3 separate regions of the Mus musculus genome follow, and all the other regions are linked to region 3. Evidence: chromatin contacts called from public Hi-C and capture Hi-C data. All regions are on one chromosome and are shown on one strand. The core of a region is the stretch at or near the end of the contact, and the rest is flanking DNA. Distances in the headings are between cores, read along the strand shown.

Region 1 (4,398 bases), core at 1,656-4,155, 750 kb before region 3:
CCAGGAAATGCTTGAGAGGGGCCACGCCCGCCTTGAGGCCCCATCTTGTATGGTAGAATGTTCTATCCAGGATGGCCCTGCTCCTCCTTCCCCCAAAGTCTCCCTCAAGCCCAGGAGAAGGGGTTCTTGCAGGTCCCTAGTTGCTGATGACGTGCCCAGACCAGGTCTCATGCTTGGTCCCTGGTGCCAGGTGGGTGATGACCACCTCTACAGCCTGCAGCTTCTCGTTCTTGGGCGGGATAGAGCACATCTTATAGGTGACTTCGTCGCCTTCCACCGGAACATACTCCCCTTCCACATCAGAGATGTGCAGGAAGATGTCAGGACCACCATCACCTGGGGTGATGAAGCCGTGGCCCTTGGACCGGCAGAAGCATTTACAGACTCCTTTGTAGACGGGGCCCTGCGAAGCCCGCACTGTCGCTGAGAAGGTCCTTGTCCGGCGGGTAGGCAGAGGGCTAGGGACCACATTGCCCCGCAGGGGGGATGGAGAGCGATCCCGGGTGCGAGGAGTATCCAATAGCCCTACAGAAGTCTGATGCGTGGGGGGCTGCAGCGGCGGTGGAGGAGGCTCAGATGACATGGCTGACCTGGCGACACGTCCTACTCCTCCAGCTGCTGCTCTTCGACTGCAAGAAAAGATCTCCTCCTCCAATTTTCTATGAGAATATTTTTTGCATATTATGATTTGGAAGAGATCTTTGTTCCCAAGATCAAGTACTAAGATCAAAGATATCATTGAGCAGAGTGTAACTTGGTCTATCAGAAGTGTGAGCTACTTGGAGATGGCCATTTGTACAATGTCATTGTTTTTCTCAGCCATTAAGAGCACTGATTGCTCTTCCGTTGGGCGTGGGTTCAATTCCCAGCATGTACGTGTTGGCTCACAACCATCTGTAATTCCAGTCTCAGGAGACCCCACACTGTCTTTCAGCCTCTGTGGATACCAAGCATGCATGTGGTGCACAAGCATACATTCAGGCAAAATACCCACATACAAAAAATTATATAATAAAAGCAAGTATTAAAGAAATAGCCATTTGGGCCAACAAGATGACTCAATGATGGCTGTTGAGCTGAGCTTGCTCCTGGGACCTACATAAAGGTACAAGAGAGGAACAAACTTCACAAAGTTGCCTTCTGTTGTGCACACTCACCAAACATCATGTATAGGTACCCAGCAATAATAGTACATTTTATTAAAGTACCAGCCATTTTTCTTTCATATGGTTTATTTTTATTGCCATACCATCTTTTGATTATGCGCATGGAAAGTTTTCTCCTAGTGAGAAGTTTAAAATATTTAGTTAGGTACCCAGTCTTGAGCAGTGGCTTCTGGGTGCTAAGCTGTGGTGTAAAACCAAGGCACGAGGTGGGACTTTCAGTGGCAGACATGATTTGAAAGGGTAAAATCTCCCCCAGACAGTAGTGATGTTGCAGGACTCTTTCTGGAATAAGCACTGTGACACCAATGAGAGTGGAAGTGAGGAGATGTCATCGGGTGGGTGGAAGCCAGGACAGCTCCTGAAAGGCTTCCTCCCCAGGCTAGTTTATATTCCCATTCAGTACTCTAAAACCACAAGGTGGGGAGGGCAAGCAAGCAAGAATTTACAAAAGCTCACAGGGCAGCCAGCAGGTTGCTAAGGGCAACAGCCCATTGTCTCAGCTATTTCTTCAGGTCATTCTGTTCCAGGTAGCAGGTGAAGTCAGGCTTGACGAATAGGCAGTAGAAACAGTATTTTAAGTAACTAAAGAGATTAATAAATCAACATCCAATAGTTGGCCTTTTGTACCTTTTTCTACTTCAGTAAGATTGTGTGTTAACATGTGCAAGATTCTGAACTTAATCCCAAGAATTATTATAAAAAATGATTACACATATACCTGGCACTCTGTATCTATGGATTCCATGTGGTTTCAATCAAACTCAGTTCAAAAATAACTGTCAGAACTGGGATCTGCAGAAACTTTCTTGTCAATATTCGCTAAGCAAGATATTGGAACAACTCCTTATTTGCATAGCATTTCTATGGCATTGGTTACTTCACACTCCTCAGAGATGATTGGCTGCCCGTAACACAGGGCTTTTGATGGCTCAGCAGCTACTGCTGCTTGTCCCTGTAACAGCTCCCCAGACCTGAGGAGGCCCCAAGACCTTAGAACAACTGACTTACTCCATGATGGAAATACCATTCAGGCCATAAAACTCAGCATGTAGTAGACTACCCCACCTGCTGAAACGAAAACAAAGTCCATAGTTCTGAGATGGTCTCTAAATGTGCTAACCTTGCCTTTTGGCTTCCATAGTTCCCAGGCTAGTCACCAACTGGCTAATAAAGATTTTTTTTTTTTTTTTATTGGCTCAAACCTGCATCTGAGTAGTTTTCTCTGGTGGATCCCTGACAACAGTCGCCAAGACTGACCGCCTGAGTCTGATCCCCTCACATGGTAGATGAAGAGAATTGACCCCTACAAAAGTCCTATATGCTGCACCTGCCCCCCCCCCAACAAAAATAAACGTAATAAAAATTATATAAAGGATAGTGTATATGGATTACATGTAAATACCCCCTTCTTTTTTGTGAGGTACTGGGATACCTGCAGATTTGGGTGTTCTTGAGTACACTGGACCCAGCCCTCAGGGGTACTATAGGCCTGTGTCTCCCTCAGGGGTACTATAGGCCTGTGTCTCCCTCAGGGGTACTATAGGCCTGTGTCTCCTTGCTCAGTATTCATGATTATCTTCTTTGTCCTTGCTAGAAAATATTTTATTTTATTTTATGGCCTTCCCAGCCTTGAACAGGCTAAACAGACAGTGAGCGCTTGCCACAAAGGATATTATCAACCTTGGTAGAGTCACCTGCCTTACTTGCACGTGCAAGTTCCTACGGGAACTTAAAAGAATAGACTGCCCACTGACCTTGCTTTGCAAAACAATCCAGCTGAAACCAAAGGGTGGGGTCTGTGGGCTTGCCCTTTATAAACGCAGTGCTGAATTTTAAACTTGGAGCCTTGTCTCAACTTCATTCTTCTCTTAAAACCCCCACCACACTGCACTCCCCCACTCCCACACACACCCCCCTTCTCTTTTTCATTTCCAGTCCCCCTTTCAGGTAAACTCAGTTTGTTCATGGCCCCTGGACAGCTATATTATATTATTTTAAAATTTGAGACAGGGTCTCCCTATGTAGCCCTGTCTGGCCTGGAACTTGCTGTATAGACTAGGCTAGTCACAAACTCAGAGATTACTCTGCCTCTGTGAGATTAAAACTGTGAACAAGTCAAGCCTGATTTTGGAATAGATTTTGATGGAAACGGTAAAGGAAGTTTGTGCATTTGTCAAGCCAATTTCGGCTTCGGTGTTAAATAATCAGGCCTTTGAGGACTGATGCTAATAATAGTCACACGTAGTCCAAATGAGAAAAAGGACAGGTGGCCTGGTAAGTGGGCACGGCATGCTCCTGACACTCAGCACTCACTGGTCACCAACCCAGAAGCTCACCAAATCACAGGGTGGACAGTGTTTACGCAATTAGTCTCTAGGGCCCTTTCCCTCCATTCTGAAGGTCAGGGGGTTGGTCTGGTTGAAGTGCCTGTTTTAAATTATGCTTCTCCAGCCACTGAGTAGCTTTTTGCAAGATTTGGCACAACTTGTTCCAGGAGATTTTTTTTTGAAAACTCAAGAGTTATTTTAGACATCTCAAATTTTGATTTCTTGAGGAAAAAACAGTGTAGTCTCAATTAGACAAGTTTAATTTATTTTCAAGTGTACCACTTTGGGAAGATTTAAAATCAAGGTGGTGGGTAGTATATCCTTTTTATGTTTGCGGAAGTGAGGAATGCAATTTCCCCCATCTTCTGTAACATTTCAAAATACCTTTTCATTAAGACAACCTAAAGTAAAAATTCTGTCACAAAGCTGGTCAAAACCTAGCATTGTGTTTATTGAGCTGTGTGCATAGGCAGCAAAGGAAAATGACCTGGGCATGGTAGTAGATTGCACTTGGTGCTAGGGCAGGAGCATCACAAGTTGGAAGCCAGTCTGGGCTATGCAGTAAAAGAAACCCAGTCTCTAAAAGGGAGGTTTTGTGCGGAGTTGAGGACTCCATTGTGTCTCTACCCTAAGAAAGGAAAGAAAGAAAAAAAGTACCTGTTTATTGTAACCCTAGGTTCACACACAAACAGAGAAAAATGACCACAGATAGTTTAAAGTTGGGTTGTATCGTCACCACCACCACCATCACCACCACCATTATCATCATCATCATCGTCATCATTACCATTGTCATCATCATATAATCATCAATCACCCACCACCACCACCACCACCATCTTTGTGAATGACAGACATCTTTGAGTCGACATCTGGTTTCTTCTTCAAATATCCCCCACTTATTT
Region 2 (4,285 bases), core at 1,468-3,967, 960 kb after region 3:
GTCCCAAAGAACTGGAGTGGGATCTATCCCTAAAGCTGTTGCTTGTCTGTGTAATTTGTTCCCCTAACTCAGTCTACTGCCTTGTCTGGCCTCAGTGGGAGAAGAAGCACCTAGCCTTGCAGAGACTTGATGTGCCAAGAGGGGAGGAGAGGGGGCGGGTGTACCCAGGAGGGCCCTCCACTCTCTCAGAGAAGGGGAGGGGGTGATGGAAAGGATTGTGGGAGGGAAGGACCAGGAGGAAAGACAGAGAATCTTCCGGTACATCTACTTAGACCCTTCTGGCTTTTAGAGTCTCCATTGAGAAGTCAGTGGTAATTCTAATAGATCTGCTTTTGTATGTTGCTTGGCTTTCTTTCCCTAGAGGCTTTTAATATTACTTCTTTTTTCTGTAAATTTAGTGTTTTGATTATTATGTAGTGATGGAACATTTTTTTTTCTGGTCCTATCTACTTGGTATTCTATATAATGCTTGTACCTTTATAGGCATCTCATTCTTGAAGTTAGGAAAAAAATTTTTCTATGATTTTTGTTGAAAATATTTTTTGGGTCTTTAGGCTGGGTTTCTTCTTCCTTTCCTCTGCTTATTTTTAGGTTTGGTCTTTTCATAGTGTCTCAGATTTCCTAGATGTTTTTATCAGGAGTTTTTTTGATTTAACATTTTCTTTGCCAAATGTTTCTTCTACTGTGTCTTCAACACCTGAGATTCTCGCTTCCATTTCTTACATTCTGTTGGTGATGCTCGCATCTGTAGTTCCTGCTCACTTGCCTAGGTTTTATATCTCCAGGATTCCCTTAGTTTGTGTTTTTTTTTTTTATTGCTTTCATTTCCATTTTCAGGTCTTGAACAGTTTTATTTGTTTCCTTCACCTGTTTGTATTTTCTTGGGTTTCCTTTAAGGAATTTACTCATTCCTTCCCAGTGTTTGTATTTTTTAGGATTTTTAAAAGGCATTTATTCATTTTCTCTTTATGGATCTCTATCATCATCATCATCATATATTTGATTTTAAACTTGTTTCCTGTGCTTCAGTTATGTTGGAATATTCACTGCCAATGGAGACGTGGCTATTGCCATGCCCCTGGCTGTTGTTGAGTGTGTTCTTATGCTAGTGTGTCAACATCTGGGTTTTTGGTGATTATAGGTCTAGATGCTGTTTTCTGGATTTGTCTTTTATGTCTGGGTATTGTGTTCCTTGGTTTCTGTTTCCTCTTTGGATTTTCAGGGAGTGTGATGGCTGCATGTTGCCTGTTTTCCTGACCTGCTCTGCTTGTATGTTCACAGGGAATGCACACCGGTGTTGGAGGCTGGGATACTAAGATGAGGTTTGGGGGTGGGGGTTAGGAGGGAGTGGTCAGTGGAATCTACAGGAAATGGGGGAAGGAGGAAGGGAGCTTCAGCTAGTGAACTGTTGCAGGGTTTGGGATTGGGTCTCGGGGAACAGAGGGAGAGGAGAAGAACTTCTGGGTCCACCCCTTGGTGTTTATCTTGCTTCTCATATTGGAAAACAGCACTGAAACAATTAGTAAAGACGTAAACAACTTGAGGCTAGGGTTGTAGTTCAGTCGGCAAAGAGCTTGCGTAGAGTGCAGGAAGTCCTGAGTCTAATCTTCAGAACCACGTGTGACTGAGCAACGTGGTGTATGCTTGTAATTGCTGCAGGAGAGTCAGAAGTTCAAGGTCAGCTACACAGTCAGTGTGAGGCCACTTTGAGCTGGCCTCAACTTATTGAGACCCTGTCTTACTCGCACATACTAAGCCCAACTATATTCAATGGTATTTTCAAATAATGTGATCCATCAAGTTTAAAAAAAAAAAAAGCCAACAACATAGGGTCTAGTAGGCTTGAAGGGAATATTCTGTTCTACTAGATCTATGGTAACCAACTAGTACCAGCCCTGTGTCTGTAGCTCTTTTTCTGCAGTATTGTTACTTAAATGCCCCACACCTTCTAAATGTCTGGAGCACTCCAGCAGATTCAGCAACTACAAAGTCTCCAGTTTCAAATACCCCAGAGGGAGTACTGGCCCTTCCCAAAAAGCAATTCCGAGTTTGTTAAGACCCTGTGATCATAGGTAATTTCGTGTTATAGTCATAGACTCTCACACAAATGTGTCACTATGAGTCCATGGTATTAGAGATGGCCCCAGAATTCTACTTTCTAAGTACGTTCTCCCATACTCTATTGCCCTTATAAGTATGAGCTTCTATGCCTGCAGTTCCCGAGGCCCTGCACTCTTTAGAAGTGTCTTTAGCGATGGAGTTCTAGATCAGAGAGTGCTACCCTACATCACTCAGCAGCCCACCCAGTCCTGACTCCACCCTTTTTAAAAATTCTTTCTATAGACCCAAAAAGGAGTACTTCCGGGAACTGGAAGTGCCAGGAAAGGAGGAGTTATAGGACTTTGCAGAGCAAATGACTGATAAAAGGGAAGGCAGAAACCTTGGGTGGGGCTGTCATCCCCACCACTACTGGTAGTGGCTAGTTTTTCCAGGGCAAAAGTCACCTGCCTTAAAGGAAAATTGTGGAAAGGGAGAGGCTGAAGAGCCTGTATCAGGAGGCCAGTGCTGCTTCTAAAACAGGTTTCTCCAGTTCTGCTTCTGAAAAGCTAGCTGGGTCTGTAGTGAGCTTTAAGGGTAGATTTCCTCCTGACTGCGCTTCTGACTCATTACAGGTCTTTCTTCTTGTTGAGCTGAATTTGTTACTCAGAGAGGTAAACCACACCCACCGAACTTGCGACTTCTCCCTGACCAGGGTGGGGGAGCTTCCTGAGACAAGAGTACACATCACACAGCACATTGTGAAATTGACTTCACCCTCAATTAAGTCTGTACTTTGACTCTATAAGTGACGCTGGTTTTGCCATATATGTCATCTGTGATGGAACTGCCTTCTGTTGTCCTTGTCATCAGTACTCAACACATTTCAGTAAGAGTTACGTGGCTAAGGCAGACTGGATCCTTTCTTTCTTTCTTTCTTTCTTTCTTTCTTTCTTTCTTTCTTTCTTTCTTTCTTTCTTCCTTCCTTCCTTCCTTCCTTCCTTCCTTCCTTCCTTCCTTTCTTTCTTTCTTCCTTCCTTTCTTCCTTCCTTCCTGCCTCTCTCTTCTTCCTTCCTTTCTTTCTTTCTTTCTTTCTTTCTTTCTTTCTTTCTTTCTTTCTTTCTTTCTTTCCTTCCTTCCTTCCTTCCTTCCTTCTCTTTTTCTTTCTTTTGTACCTCCCTAGCACAAACATCAGTTTACAGTTTACAGCAATGCAATCTCCTGTGACACCTCATGGGGAAAAAAGCAGTCTGGCTGTCCAACAGTAATATGATTCCCCGAGTCAGGTAAATGGAGTAGGCCCCACTCCCACCCCTGCACCCCATATCTGTGCTGAAAAAAAAAAAGTCACCAGCTCCCTGGCTCCTCTCCAGGCTCCTCACATCTGCACTTTCTCTTTCCCATTCTCTGCCAAGCTGGGACTGAAGGTCCTGCCCTGCTCTCCATCTACATTCTCCACCCTGTCCGCCTTGTCTCCTTCCTTATTCTATGGAACCAACGCACACCTCTCTCCTTTGTCTACCTTTTCAAACTCAGAAATAAAACAAAAGGCCTAGGCAAAGCTGTTCCATTAACATTTTACCCAGCTTCTTCTTCTTGGTCTCCACCCACAGCTTCTTCCTCTATGTCACCCTCACTTCAAAGGGAACCTGTTTCCACTTGCAGAGTTCTGGCAGACCTGCAGTGTGCACCAGAAGACAACCATTTTGTTGCAGCTGTCTTTACCTTGGTGGCCCTCCTATTGGAAAGGTTCTCTATCTCTCAATTCTAATGGATATTTCTTATCAAAATTTCCACCCATTCCCCTTGGTCCTCACCCATTTCCTCTCCACATCCACTGTGACAAAAATGGCACCTACATCTGAGTCTTCCAGCTGCTTGACATTATAACAGCTGTACTAACTCACTGGCCTGTTCCAAACGGATCACTTGGCCTCCTGAGCCACTAAGCGTTCAGACTAGATGTCTAACAGAGGCCTGGTTTGGTTTTTGTTTTTGTTTTCCCCTTATTTGGTTGCTCTAAATTGTTCTGTCTGTCATTTCACTGTTGTACACCTGAACACACACACTCTTTGATTGACACTCTGATCCATTTTGGCTACACATTTATACGTCAGAACTTAGATCCTGAATTCCCTACTGGGCTTTTTTATTCTACATTTCACTATCTCCTGATATTTCCATTTGACTTTCCTGTTATCATCTCAAACTCTCATCCCTGTTATAATACTCAACACCTTCTTTAAGT
Region 3 (3,838 bases), core at 1,226-3,725:
CAAACCTTCAACGATCCACCAAATCATTTAGAATTTTTAAAGAATTTTTATTTTATTTTTAATTTATTTTTTACACTTCATATTCCACTCCCTACCCCCCAATCATTTAGAATTGTAATGGATTTCCTTCTATATATATTTTTATTAATTTTTTCTGTTTTAATTTTTTCTTTTTAAATTTTTCTTGTTTAATCTTTTTTAAATTCAATTTTAAAATTTTTAACATAAATAACTAATTTGTGTTAGTTATATGTAAACAGCGGCTTTCCCTGTGTCATTTTCAGGCGTTTGTGTAGAGCATTCTGATCATATTAACCAACCATTAATTTCTCTTCTTCTCCCATTCTCTACAAGCTGTCATTTTTAACCTGGGCTGACCTCAAGCTGGAGACTATTCTCCTGCCTCAGCTTCTTGATTCTTGGGATTTCAGGCCTGAGATACCACGCCCCCCCCCCCCCCCGCCCCCGACTCTTGTTCCTCCACCTAATTACATTAACTCTGCATTTTCCTGTACCAGTCTTTCTTTAGACAGGGCTTCTGCTGCCTCTGAGTGGAAGATTGCTGGGATCATATGCCATCATATACATACCTGCACATATATGTGGGCACTTGCTGTAGGCAGAGGCCAGAAGAGGACAACACATCCCCTGGCTAGAGTTACAGTCAGCTCTGAACCACCATGTGGGTGGGGAGGAGCCATCCCAGGTCCCCTGGAAAAGCAGTAAGTGCTCTAACCACTGAGCTACCGTTCCGGCGTGACGTATGCTATATGTATACACTCAGATTGATTCTTTCCCTGACTCAATGGTTCCTAAGAAGTGACCAGTGTCAGTTACCTGGGGGACTTTGCACCCGTGACTGAAGTGTGTGACTTACTAGCTTTGGGCTGTCTTTCAATCAGAAAAGTTTCCTGCTAGCAATCACCCCGGACTTCCTTTCAGTGTAAAAGAGGGAGGTTCAAGATGGAATCTTGTTGTATAGCCCAGGGTAACTTCATACCTGAAGCAATTCCTTTCCCTCATACTCCTCAGTACTGGAATTATAATTGTGAGTCACTGTAACTGTACCAGAGCAGAGTCTTTCCCAATAGCAATAAATGAGTAAGTATATCCATATATACTTAGGCAACATCTCAAGAGAAGCATCCAACTTATTTCTGTGCATTTGATTAAGAGGCTGAGTCTGAGGCTGGGCGTGGTGTGCATGCCTGTAGTTCCAGCACACGCGCAGAGGGCAGAGGCAAGCAGATCTCTGCAAGTTGGAGCCAGCCTGATGTATAGAAGGAGTTTTTTTTTTTTTTTTTTTTTTTGAGACAGGGTTTCTCTGTCTAGCCCTGGCTGTCCTGGAACTCACTCTATGGACCAGGCTGGCCTCAAACTCAGAAATCTGCCTGCCTCTGCCTCCCGAGTGCTGGGATTAAAGGCGTGAGTGTCACTATTCCTGACACAAGGGTGTTCTAAGCCAGTAGAGAACTATATATCAAGGTCCTTCCCCCGTCTCACCCCACCCCACCCCCCTCAAAAAAATCAGTGTGCGGCAGAGTCTGCAAGTAAAGATGCTGGCCACTTGCTTGCAGACCTGGGTTCAGGCCCCAGAATCCACACGGCTGAGGGAGAGAACTAGCCCCGACAAGTTGTCTTCTCACGCATGGGCCGTGGCCCACATCCCACCCCATCCCCACAACCAAATATTTTATATATATATATATATTAGGGTTTGTATGCAGTACAATACTCCAGGATACTAAAATGAGTGAGCCAGGTGTGGTGGTCCATGCCTAATAATCTTGGCAGGAGGTAGAGGAAGGAAGATCACTGCAAATTCAAAGTCAACCTAGTTTACATAGTGAATTCCAGGCCATCCTGGGATACAGTGTGAAGTCTTGTCCCAAAACAAGGGCAGGTGGCACTTCAGGTCTTCCGTAGCCTCTACTCTCTCCGCAATGTAGTAAATAAAGTTCTGTGTGTGTGTGCGCGCCAGGATTTATTTCACTGTGTTACCAGGCTGGCCGCCTCCTCCCAGAGATGCATCTGTCTGCCTCAGCCTTTGGAATGTTGGGTTTAAAGGCCTGTGCTACCATACCCAGCCTGCTTTATTTCTTCAAAGTAGCAACCCCAAACCCAAGCTAACCATGAACCACATTTCAGGAGAAAGCATAGAGCCCACACACCCGGGGTGTGAAGTTCGTCCCAAGTCTCTGGAGGCTCAGAACCACAAAGATAACTGTTACCTTTAGAGGGTGAAGGTAGGAGGAATTAGTTATTCTTATTATTATCTACATTTCCCCCCTCTTTTGAATGCAAGTGCTCCACAAACTTGTAATGTAGTCAAAGGTGACCTTGAAATGACCCTCTTATCCACCCCCCCACCCCCCAACCACTTTGAGTTTGAGGCAGGCCTGGAACACATTGTGTCAAAACAAACAAACAAAGAGCTTTCCTGCCTGCCCGCAGGTGAGGTGTCAGCCAGGCAGGAAGGCTGGGTGCAAACGGTTCAGGGGCTGGACCCTGGACCTCCTGGGGAGAACAGAGCCATTCTAAGACCCCAGTCCAAAGCGAATACTTTTAACTAGAGTTTTCTAGTTCCCCGGAAAAAAAAAATCAATGTGAAAGAGGATGCAGATTTCCATCGGAGAAGCAATAAAAGTCTTGATTACCTCCAATTAGTACTCCCCCACGCAGGGAGAGGGCTGTGGCCTGGGGCTACACTGGCGTGGGGGGTGGGCACTCAGGCAGGCTCCTCTCTGTGGTTGCTTATCTGTTTGTTTCTGAGGGGTGACCTTCATTTGTCAGATTCTGCCTTTTTTTTGGTGGTATGTATGTAAGTATGTATATTACATGTATGTATGTATGTATGTATGTATGTATACGTATATGTTTCAGGGTACTGACCCTGGGACCCCTCACTTGCTAGGCAAGTGCCCCTCCGTCTATATGGCCAGTTCTCTTTTTTATCTTTTGAAAGAGTTTCAGTAAGTTGCCCAGGGTTAGCTTTGAACCCATGTAGCCCAGGCAGGCCTTACACTCATCAGGTAACTGCCTTAGCTTCCTGAGTAGCTGGGATGACAGGCGGTACCACTAGACTATCTCTTATTTACTGCTTTTTTGCCTTTTCCCCCTCTTTGGGGGAGGGGTGTGGGGGGGATGATGGCGTAGGGAAGTTCCCCCACCCTCGGCGCTCTCTTTTGAGACCGGGTCTTATTCTGTAGCACAGGCTACCCTGGCAATGGCCCTGTCTCTGCTCCCCCAGCACTTCATCATCATGACATCATGATTTTGAGTTTAAACGTACATTTTTTTTTCATTTTTTATTAGGTATTTAGCTCATTTACATTTCCAATGCTATACCAAAAGTCCCCCATACCCACCCAACGTACATGTTTTTGTCTTCCTCTATAAATCATCAGCTTGCCAAAGGCAGTGAGATAATTTCCTTGTGTCCAGCTATAAAGTCACCTGGTGCCTGGGGAAGTTCCTGCTCAGGGCCAGCTCAGAGTCTCCGCTTCTCACAAAACAAAATGACTAAGAGTTTCTCCATTTTAAGTTTGCCTTGTGAGCTCAGGAGAAGTCGCTGCAAAGGGTTGTCTCCAGGCCTGTCTCCACCAACGAAAACCTGGGTTCGGAGGTGCAGTCAGGAAGAGGCGTAAGACTGAGTCCGAGCCAGGATGACTGGCAACCGAGCCGGGAGGGAGTCCAAGCCCCGCACGTCTGACCTTGAGTAAGTTATTTTCCCAGAAGAAGGGACTCAAATGACACCTCCCTCCCGGCTGTTACCCAGGAAGTTGTTTAGCATAGTCCCAGGACTCTGCTAAGGGCAAGTACTGTCATTGTTATTTAT

The links. Hi-C and Micro-C count contacts between places; a contact is called where the count stands out from the background. Capture Hi-C pulls out chosen DNA fragments and counts their contacts.
Region 1: a capture Hi-C map of embryonic stem cells shows a contact between it and region 3, with 4 times the contacts expected there. The contact joins two enhancer-like sites. A contact is called at or near these places in 1 of 484 Hi-C or Micro-C datasets (embryonic stem cells), 6 of 115 datasets of contacts at active chromatin or transcription factors (all in embryonic stem cells) and 1 of 9 other capture datasets (embryonic stem cells).
Region 2: a Hi-C map of embryonic stem cells shows a contact between it and region 3, with 5 times the contacts expected there. The contact joins two enhancer-like sites. A contact is called at or near these places in 6 of 484 Hi-C or Micro-C datasets (all in embryonic stem cells) and 6 of 115 datasets of contacts at active chromatin or transcription factors (all in embryonic stem cells).

What each region holds. Positions count from the first base shown.
Region 1 is chr3:34,004,881-34,009,278 of GRCm38.p6, forward strand. It overlaps Gm46798 (a long non-coding RNA gene), which reads right to left. Exons shown (of 2, transcript XR_001783802.1): 2 at 3,924-4,121. It also overlaps the pseudogene Gm9791. Among named protein-coding and RNA genes, the nearest start is that of Gm46798, 4.8 kb to the right of the region's middle. Within about 2 kb of position 2,906, at least 17 of the 459 cell types and tissues checked have an H3K27ac peak or open chromatin away from gene starts, as enhancers often do. A contact at or near this core is called in embryonic stem cells, where this site is marked.
Region 2 is chr3:35,718,369-35,722,653 of GRCm38.p6, forward strand. No RefSeq gene overlaps it. Among named protein-coding and RNA genes, the nearest start is that of Gm25696, 15 kb to the right of the region's middle. Within about 2 kb of position 2,718, at least 134 of the 459 cell types and tissues checked have an H3K27ac peak or open chromatin away from gene starts, as enhancers often do. A contact at or near this core is called in embryonic stem cells, where this site is marked.
Region 3 is chr3:34,754,251-34,758,088 of GRCm38.p6, forward strand. No RefSeq gene overlaps it. Among named protein-coding and RNA genes, the nearest start is that of Gm38509, 16 kb to the right of the region's middle. RefSeq lists enhancers at 1,549-3,838, 3,399-3,838. Within about 2 kb of position 2,476, at least 22 of the 459 cell types and tissues checked have an H3K27ac peak or open chromatin away from gene starts, as enhancers often do. A contact at or near this core is called in embryonic stem cells, where this site is marked.